2 separate regions of the Mus musculus genome follow, and region 1 is linked to region 2. Evidence: chromatin contacts called from public HiChIP or PLAC-seq data. All regions are on one chromosome and are shown on one strand. The core of a region is the stretch at or near the end of the contact, and the rest is flanking DNA. Distances in the headings are between cores, read along the strand shown.

Region 1 (4,647 bases), core at 1,713-4,212, 720 kb before region 2:
GGCCGTCTCTTCTGGCTGTGACATCGAAGGAGGCAGTCAGCACTGCACTCATACTCCTGTGCAATTAGTTCTCTACATGAGTAAACATACTTTCCCTCTGATCCCTAAAGCAGGAAGAGGAAAGTCGAGCCAGACCCAGCATGCTGAGTGTGTACTGCACAAAGGTGATATGATGGCTTCTCCACCAAACAGAGTCGGTTTCTCAACCTTTCCCATCTGCCCAGGCTTGGGATGTTCCTGGGTCAACAAGCCAGAGCAGGAGCAGTGACAGTGAGCTGTGTGTACGGTGGAGAACCAGGAGGCCATGCAGACCTGTATCATTCTCCTGAAACTCAAGTGACACCTTGTGGGTGAGTCTGGACAGACTTAAGGGAGAGTGTGAGTCCTGTTGCCACACAGAGCTAACAGCCTGCCAGCCCTGAGAAGCAAGGCTCCTGTCTTGCTCACTGTTAGCAGGTTAAAGAAGGAAGACAAACCCCAGCAGGAACAGGAAGCCCCTAGCTGAACCTGGATAAACTGGAGTGTGGGACTTCATCTCAGTGCTTAGTGCCTTGGCTTCCTTCCAGTCCCCCGAGACTGTGCTCCTCACACGAGAGCCTCTTCCACACTGCTGAAAGAACACCTAATGCTTGCCTGCCCCATGAGTCACTTACTTCTTAGCAAACTCTCTCCTCTTTTTACTACCTGAAACCTTCCATTTACTTGTGTAAATATCTCTTTCTACAAGAACCAGGGCCTTGCCTACCTTGCTCACTGTTACTAGAAGGAGTGGCAAGCAAATATATGCGTGTGAATGAATGCACTGACTATAATACAGACACGTGTGTGTGAACATAAGTTTGGTGTGGCTCCTTACAATACAGGCACATATGCAACAAGGTTGAAAATGTATCCAATATAAGTATGTAGGTTAAAGTCATGTAGATTTGGCTGGTGATAAATACTCCTAGTTTACACACTAGCATAAACTAAGGCACACCCCAGTCTGGCTGCATTTACTGATATCATGTACATATCTAATGCATTTGTCTCTCTAGTTGAGAGTAGCTTTTAAATTTCTTTAAGAGAGTTAAGTCTTGAAAAATGATGGCAATGAACCACACTGCTCAGAAACAGAAGATAATGTCTATTCCCCATGATGGAGGTGTGCGTCTAGATTTGAATGACTCGAAGTCAGATTAGAGTTGATATTTTATTAAGGCTACATAGAGACCACAATCTTTCCATACTTAACTGTTAATGTGACCCTGGGCTTTGCACTTTGGCTGGTTGCCTACAATGTGGGAAGTGGGAGGCAGTTCAGCTCACACCACAGGCCACAGCTGGCCAGCTGTGCAACACACCTCCTCTATAAAGGCTCTCTCTGACCCAGAGCAACCTTTCTAGTTATGTGAACAATATGTTTGTGGACCCAGACACATGAATTCTGCACCTTAAAGAAAAACCCACATGTTTACAAGTTCATCATATCCACACTGCTGCTGTTTATTAAGAAATAAAGTTGTAGAGTCATGAAAATTTTAGGCCGATACAGATGTACATATTCTAATTACATGTAGTTTTTCAGCACAACATATATATATATATATATAAACAAACTAGATTTTCAAATAAAAAAATCTGAAACTTTTTTTTAAAAGAAATAGTTTCCTTGCAGATCATTATAAAACAAGCTAAAGCAGAAGGTGACATGTCAAGACAGCTTCAGCATCTACGTGCTCCATCACATCTGCCTGGCTTCCCTTTATGTGTCCTGTGTGACTGCCATTCAGACGGAAACTTTTCATACTTATCCACAAATCTTACTCTAAAGAAACCAGGCCAAGTGCAGCTGATGAGCAACCGAGGCCCCGGACCACACTGAACACCAAACAGAGTGATAAGCTCAACCGAGTGGAAATGCTATCTATGTTTTGCTAAATATTTATCATGTAGTGTACGCCCAAACTGGTTCAAGTACAAAGCTAATTTAGTCAGTATTCTGTAACTTGACCTTGTATATGTGTGTGCACATATGTACATACAAATGCACATTATGTATGTTAGGGGTAAGGGTTTGGAGTTAGGATCTTAAACATAAGGCAGTAAATAAATTCTAATTACATTTCATAAAAACAATTTTATATTTTGAAAACATAAATGTATTATAAACTCCATGTTATATATAAATATATGTTAACTAAAGTACTAAAATATGATGAAAATGTGGATATATTAAAATTGTTCCCCCCAGTGCTACGTACCTAGCACAAAAGTTGAAAGCTATTATAAAATCACGATGGCACTTATGAGCACGCGCCACGCGACCTCAGACAGCCATATGCAAGCCAAGCATGAGGGCCAGGCCACAAGGACAGATGGCCTGATCCCAGGAGGACCAGGAGATGTTTTAAAAACAGATACATTTTTACATTAACAATGTGCCGCTCAGCCTGCTCCTAGTGCTGCTGTGGCGCTGTCTTAGCTGCCACCCTCTCCGAGTCCTGCACCCTGCATAGACGTAAGAGGAACAGCAAAGGAGAAAAACCTCCAACCATAAAATAATTATACCAAAATCGATACGGTTTAAACACAGGGGAGTGGTTACAACCACAGATCACAGAACATCTTCTAGGCCCTTTGAAGTTTAAATTAAACGATGTGGCACAGTCTTGGTTATAGAATTAGTATAGAAAGACAATGCAGAGCAAAGAAAGATGAGGTATACTTACATTTAACTGTGTAAGCTCTACCCTTTACGGGGCAGGGGAGTCTTGATTTAGGGGAGTTTCTTTGAAGAATCTGTTTAATTAGGCAAGCCAATAACTACAAAGCTCAGATAGAATTCTCCAGAGAAAGATGGATGGAGATATATATAGTTTGTTTTCTTCTCTTTACAGTTCCCTGCTCCACCCCCTGGGTTCCACACGAGTCATGTTACCCACTTCCTTCTTTGACACAGACTGTTTAATGCGGCCTAATTTTCTACGGGCACCCAAAGCAAAGCCCAAGCACATGTGAAGGAGACTGCGCCCACTGCAGGGCATCAGAAGTCAAGAGAGGATGTTTTCAAGGCGACTGCCTCAGAGTATGTCCTCATTCCAAACTGCTCCTCACTGAAGCACATCTATTATAAAAAAAGATGACACAAGAGAGGAGGAAATCTCCAAAATTAAGTAATAACTGTGTAAAAATGCTTTGCTATTTATGTTCACTCTTTAGACTTCAAAAGTATTTAATATTAATATTCTATAACAAAGAGACGTAAACATCTTGTCTCTACAGAATTACCATCAGGCATTTATTCACCTCAGGTGAGTGTGAAGGTTCCTGGGGCTCAGCATGTGGGCAGCTGTGGAGCAGGACCAGCCCAGAGAAGGAGGCATGCAGCTCCCCCTGTCAGGGCACTCACATATCTTCATCTGTATCAGTGCTCTTAAAGACAACTGCTTCACATCAAGGGTATATGCTGACATTAAATGACAAGGGCACTCCTAAAACTCTGGGACTACTGTGCAGCCACCTGGATATGGAGAGAAGGCATTTTCTGGCACCACCACAAACAGCAGTATCATAGTCAGCTCCCCCCCTTTTTTAAAAAAAAAAATCAGTGTCTCAACTGTGATCCAAACAAAATGCTAAAAATGGAAAATTCCAGAAATATACAGTTCCTAAGTTTTACAACTGTCTGCCATTCTGGGTTGTGTGATCCCTTACCTGTCGCAGTCAGTCTGTGAATATCCCTTTGGCCAGGTCACCCATGCTGTATACCCAACCTGCCTGTTACATGTTGTTTAGCCATTGTCTCTGATGTCAGGTCACTCGGGGAGAACCTGAGGCCTTGTGATGTGAGTCAGTGGGGATGACTGGGCTCAGCCAGGATAAGATGCGTTTGCCTATGTCCATGAGCAGGAGGGACAAGAGTTACAGCAGAGAACGGTCGCTGTTCACACAAGCAAGCGTCCACACCAGCAAAGTCAGGAGCAGAGTCTGCCAGCCCCTTGTGCAGGGAAAGACGGCCCCCCATGGGCTCCTGGGCCCCTCTGTCTCCATGTTTTCCTGGGAGGAAGGAAAGCACCTGCACATGGAATTGGGTATGAGAATGGCTGTGGGAGCCTTGCTCATCTCTCACTGACAAACACTGGAAGGATGCCAGACATCCTCCAATTGGTGAACAGATAAACCAGGGCTGTGGGACCCACCGGTGTTAACAGAAAGCTACACACCAACACAAAGTAGCTGACTTTAACTACAAGCAGCAACATGGGTGAGCTGGAGCTCTGAGGAGGGAGCCAGCTGAGGGGCTAGCTACTGTGTGATTCCATCTATCTAGAAACACCAAATCTACAGGGAGAGGAAGTGGGTGTGCTTGTGAGGATCTGGTGTGGAGAAGGGGCAGACTCTGAGGGGCATGGAGAACCTCCCTAAGACAACAGAGCATCCTCTTGTGATTGTGTAAATGTTATTTTCAGTTTATAAAACAGCAAACCACAGTCCTTGGAAAACGTTAACGATTTTCCAGATGTGATTAAACCACCAGTATAGTCACATCCTCAAAATGCCCCTAATGTCCGACCTGTAGTACTTTCTCTATTGTCTTGATAAAGTGCTCTAGAACACTGGGTTAAAGCTTGAGTGTGGCTGGTGGCACACACCTGCACTCGCATC
Region 2 (4,873 bases), core at 1,002-3,501:
GAATGACTCTGATGTCTACAGGAATTGAGAATCTATGGCAAATTCATTTAGATTCTCAAACAGAGATGTGGATTATGGGCCTCTCTGACTCTAGAAATCAAGGAGAGCCACATTTTCTCTGTTTCTAGCATCCTGTGCTCTCTCTTTCTGTGAAGTCTCCTGATACTTAAATCACAAGAATACTAGTAATCAAACAACCAGGGAACATGGAAAATTGGGCTAGAACTGCCTACATGCCTGGCTTCTATTACTCTCTTCATACCCAAGGTCTCTACCCACTCTCCCAAGCAAACTAAGATGCATTAAATTTCAGTTGAAGATACTGACCTGCAAAGATATTAGCTGCTTTGTCCAAAGCTATTCAGCTGGTAAATAAGACCTAGGACCTAGCTCTTTCTGGTGCCAGCTCTCCCTCTCTCAGATCTTGTATTCTTTAGCTTTATGCTGTGTGTGTGTGTCTGTGTGTCTGTGTGTCTGTGTGTGTGTGTGTGTGTGTGTGTGTGTGTGTGTGTGTATGAGAGAGAGAGAGAGTAGGTCAGAGGATAACCTCAGCTGCTGTTTTTCAAGTGCCACCTTTCCCTTGTTATTGAGACAATGTCTCTCACTAGTAAGAGAGTTGACAATTAGGGCTGTGCTGGCATTCTATGCCTACCCATGACTGGAATTACAAGCAAGTGCCAGCATACCCTGCAGTTTTTAAATGACTTCTTGGAATTAAACTCAAGTCTTCATGCTTGCAAGGCAAATTCTTTATCAATTGGACAATCAACCCAGCCTCTGTGTTCTTTCACCTTCTGCCACCTTGGTTTCTCATTGCTCACCCATCTTCCTACCTCCACAAGGCTGCCTCAGGCATCCTCTTCTTCCATGTTGACATCAGTCATATATTATGCAATTAGAGCCTGCTTTGACATAGGATTCTGTTCGCAAGACTGGCCCTGGCTATCTGGGGTTGGCATATACTGACCACAGTGCCTCTACAGTGGCCTGCACTGGGAGAGTGCTCAGATTTCTTCAGTCCAGTCATAGGCTCCAAACAGTTGATTTTGGGGGACTGGTTATGGGCTAAAATGATTCCCTCTGTGTCCAAGAGAGAAAAAAATGAGTAAATACTGAAGACAGTCTATAGCTACAGCTCTGACAGATAGGATGAGGTGGGTTAACTATCTGCATGGTCAGCTTAGAAAAGTGAGGCCCACCAGAGGGGGCTTCACTTATGCTGAGAACAGCAGGATCTGAGCACTTCTCTTAGCAATGTTCTTTGTTTTCTTGTGCTTTTCTTAGGACAAAGTAAGATCAGTTAGGTTCCTGATTATGATGTAAAACTTTTCCAGGGGGTAGCTCGGTGGGCACTGCCCAGATACGGCTCCAGGCAGCCTCATTCTTTTAATGGTGTTCACTATTTAGAGAATTAGGCAATCAATACTTTTCCTCACATGACAATAAGCTGTAGACTGTGAGATGAGGCATGGTGGTACTTTATTAAGTGGATAATCATGGAGAGTTATGTAACTCATCTATTTTTCTTTTTACCTTGGGTTCTTGGAAATCTAGAGATCAATTTTATTACTCAATAATATTTCAAAAATCACACTTAAACTAGGTTTTTGGTACATTTACTGCTCTTACTGAGATTCATGAATAAATTGATACAGTCAATAGATAGTGCTATTTTCTGGCCACAGTAGGATGCTCATTGTTTAAATTTAAGGACCTTTTCTCCCTTAAAGAAAACCAGTTTGAGTTATATTTGCAGTGTGACGTATGCAGCTCTTTTACCTATAGCCTCCAAGGAGGGAAGAGTGTGCCAAGAGCACGGTGGGCAACACCATTCATTCCCTAGGCAAAGGGTTTGCAGTGTATGAGTGGAGACATCAAGCTAACCACAAGCAAGCAGGCATGAATCCATTTCTTCACGCTCTTGACCATGAATGTGACTTGATCAACTGTCTCAAGCTCTCGCTGCCATGATTTCCCTGCCGTGACTGACACTTGGGATTGTAAGATGAAATGAACCCTTTCTCTGTGAAGTTCCCTTTTGTCAGGGCATTTTACCATGTCAATAGACATCAAAGTCGGGGAGCAGGTGACCTAATATGATTTGTGATTTTATTGTTATTACTACACAGGGCTATATAATGCCTTTGACATGCATGTTTGTAATCAACTTTGAACATATTTCCCTTTATGCTCCCTTTCTCTCCCTCCTCCTCCCTCGTCCCATGAGCCCCTTTTGAGTCCAGTTTCACTTTTACTTTCAAGTCATCTGTGCAGTTTTATGTATCATGTCAATACATGATTTATATCTGTAAAGTCCAGGACTCCAAAAATGAGAGATAACATGTGGCATTTGACTTTCTGGGGTGACTTAATCTGCCTAATATGATTATCTTCCATTGTATCCATTTTCCTCGAAAAGGATAGGACTCCACTCTTCTTCACGGTGAGAAAAACTGCATCGCAGGATAGTGGTTTTTGATGACAGCCTCTAGGGAACATGTAAATGTAGATGGTGTGGTATCCAGTAGATGAGTGATACCGGAAGAGGAAGGGCAGCCATGCTTGATCATGGAGCATAGTGTAGCAGCCAGGATCCTTCAAGACTGGGGACGGTAAGTCAGGCACCACAATCACAGTCAGAAGTGCAAGCTGAAACAAGGAGGCCAGGATTTGCTCAGCAGAAGCACTGCTAGAGACTGTCTTAGGCAACATCCTGTTGTGGGACCTCCAGGACCCTGTGCATAAATGAGGTAGTGAGACTCACTAGGTGAAGAGTCCAAGAGGGCAGGAGGCTCTGCATCAGATGGCTATAGGTGTCCGTGTTATAGAATTGCTTATTTGCTTATTTGCCTGTCTTTCCTTACTTGATTTCCTTGATAATGTTATCTTCCTAACAGCCAAGTAAGGCATAGCATCACTTGGATGACAACCATACACATGGGAACTCATCATTATTTTCCCATTTTTGTTTCCCAAGTGTCTTCTTGAGCTTACACAGCCATGTGATGTGCCCACAGTGAAGTCCTGGTCTTTGAAATGAGAGAGCCAGACAAGGTGATGTGTAAAAATATTTCTGTGCCCTTCAGTCCTATAATTCCATTGTTCCACTAATCTAGAGTGCCAGAAATAGACAAAACCCAGCTAAGGGAAAGTGTCAGTCAGCGTGGGCTGCTCTAACAGAATACCGTAGCTTGTAGCTTCAACAGGAAACACTCATTCCTCACTCAGTAGACTAAAAGCCAGTGGCAAGGAGTTAATAGACCAGGCACATACCGACGTCTCCCTTCCTAGTGTGTAGACATCTTCACGTGAACCCACAAAACCTCGAGAAAGACCCTGCCTCTCTCTGGTTTTTCTTATGAGGACACTGATTTACACTGATGGCTTCACGGGCCTCACTGCAAATGCCACCATACAGGGAGCTGGCAATCCTGTCTAGGAAAGAGAATAAGAAAACCAAAGCAGAATGAGGTCAATGTGAAGGGGTAGGGAATAGATTATTTGTACATTTTTGACCTTAGGCATGGTGTGCAACCAATCACCTTACACCGTATTTTCCAGACTTGGAGCTTGAATGTGAATCCTCCTTTCAAACTGAGTGAGTGTGGTGGGCATGTGTGTTTGTGTGTGAGCATGCATGCTTGCCTCCTCTGTGGCCAGTCCTTAGTGAGTGCTGTAGTTTTGACTGGAAACCCAACACCAGCCCTCTAAGTTATAAGCCCTCTGGTGGTTGCTAGAAAATGCACTGGGAAAGGGCAGACCCTACTGACATTGACCTTTGCCATTTAATTCCGACTACAGAATACTCCAGGTCGCTGTTCCCTGTGACTGGTAGGTGCCGGCAGATTCTGTATGTAGGGAATGGGGGACAGAGCCAGCAATTTAATTCTCTCATACTTAGAGCGTCAGAAAACCTCACCAGAACCAAAGGATATGAGACCTTAATTCTCTGAGTGCCGAGTTATCTGACTCACGCTGTTTCAAAGATTCAGGCTCATGGCCTAACCTGATAACAAATTCTTTCCATTAAGAAATTGCTGTCTCCAGTGAGCCTGCCTTTTGAAGCAGTTCAGAGTGCAGATGCCGGCAGAATGATGGGAGTGCCCATGAAATGGTTGCAGCCAGATCAGACCACCCAAACAAAAGCCCAACACAGCCCCATGCTAGGAACAGAATGTAGGGGAGACCATCACACTCTTTGGAGCCAGGGAAGATGATAGAGAGAGATTTCCTGGTGTATGTTTCACCACAGGATTCGGGAACCTGATTTTCCGGGTGATGTACCATTAGTGAATCTCTAGAGAACAGCAACAGACACGGGAGAAAATGCTCACTGGCAAGCACACACAGCCCCCATGTACCAGCACGGCTGTCAGCCCAGCGGTCATAGAAATGCCCTGACGTCATGAACATGTAACAGTAAGGCGGATATAACTGTGTGAAGCACTTGCACTTTTTGCATGTATTTAGAGACATGTGCCTATTCAGCTTTGTCTGGATTTCAGAGTTGGGACAGTTGGGGTGTGTGGGGTGGACTTGAGGGGAAGGAGGTATTGGGAACAAGGGAGGAAGAAATTGCCAGCCACGCACCCTTGGGATCTTTCAGAGTGGCATTCTTCTGGAGTTTTGCCTACAGCACATTTTCAAGCTTATGTATATCTGTTCAGGTTTTTCTTTCTCCTTTTGGTAGGAGCAATGCCTGAACATTTCCTACCATCCTACCACTACTTGATTACGAACTTTCTCTTCTGGTTCAGTAGCCGGATGCCAGGTCTGTCATGCAGGCTAGGTTTTGCTGGGGACCTTTGGAATTCAGTAAATTTCTGCCCTCTGAAAACCATAGATATCCTGGAAAAAGGGGCGCCATAGGTTG

What was found. HiChIP or PLAC-seq counts read pairs in DNA pulled down with a chosen protein or histone mark.
Region 1: a RAD21 HiChIP or PLAC-seq map of pro-B cells shows a contact between it and region 2, with 6 times the contacts expected there. The contact joins two enhancer-like sites. A contact is called at or near these places in 1 of 15 datasets of contacts at CTCF or cohesin (pro-B cells) and 2 of 115 datasets of contacts at active chromatin or transcription factors (embryonic hindbrain and large pre-B cells).

Annotation. Positions count from the first base shown.
Region 1 is chr17:5,193,911-5,198,557 of GRCm38.p6, reverse strand. The region is part of intron 4 of Arid1b (AT rich interactive domain 1B (SWI-like)); the gene reads right to left. Among named protein-coding and RNA genes, the nearest start is that of Gm34854, 28 kb to the left of the region's middle. Within about 2 kb of position 2,962, at least 108 of the 459 cell types and tissues checked have an H3K27ac peak or open chromatin away from gene starts, as enhancers often do. A contact at or near this core is called in pro-B cells, where this site is marked.
Region 2 is chr17:4,473,704-4,478,576 of GRCm38.p6, reverse strand. No RefSeq gene overlaps it. Among named protein-coding and RNA genes, the nearest start is that of Gm34259, 140 kb to the left of the region's middle. Within about 2 kb of position 2,251, at least 12 of the 459 cell types and tissues checked have an H3K27ac peak or open chromatin away from gene starts, as enhancers often do. A contact at or near this core is called in pro-B cells, where this site is marked.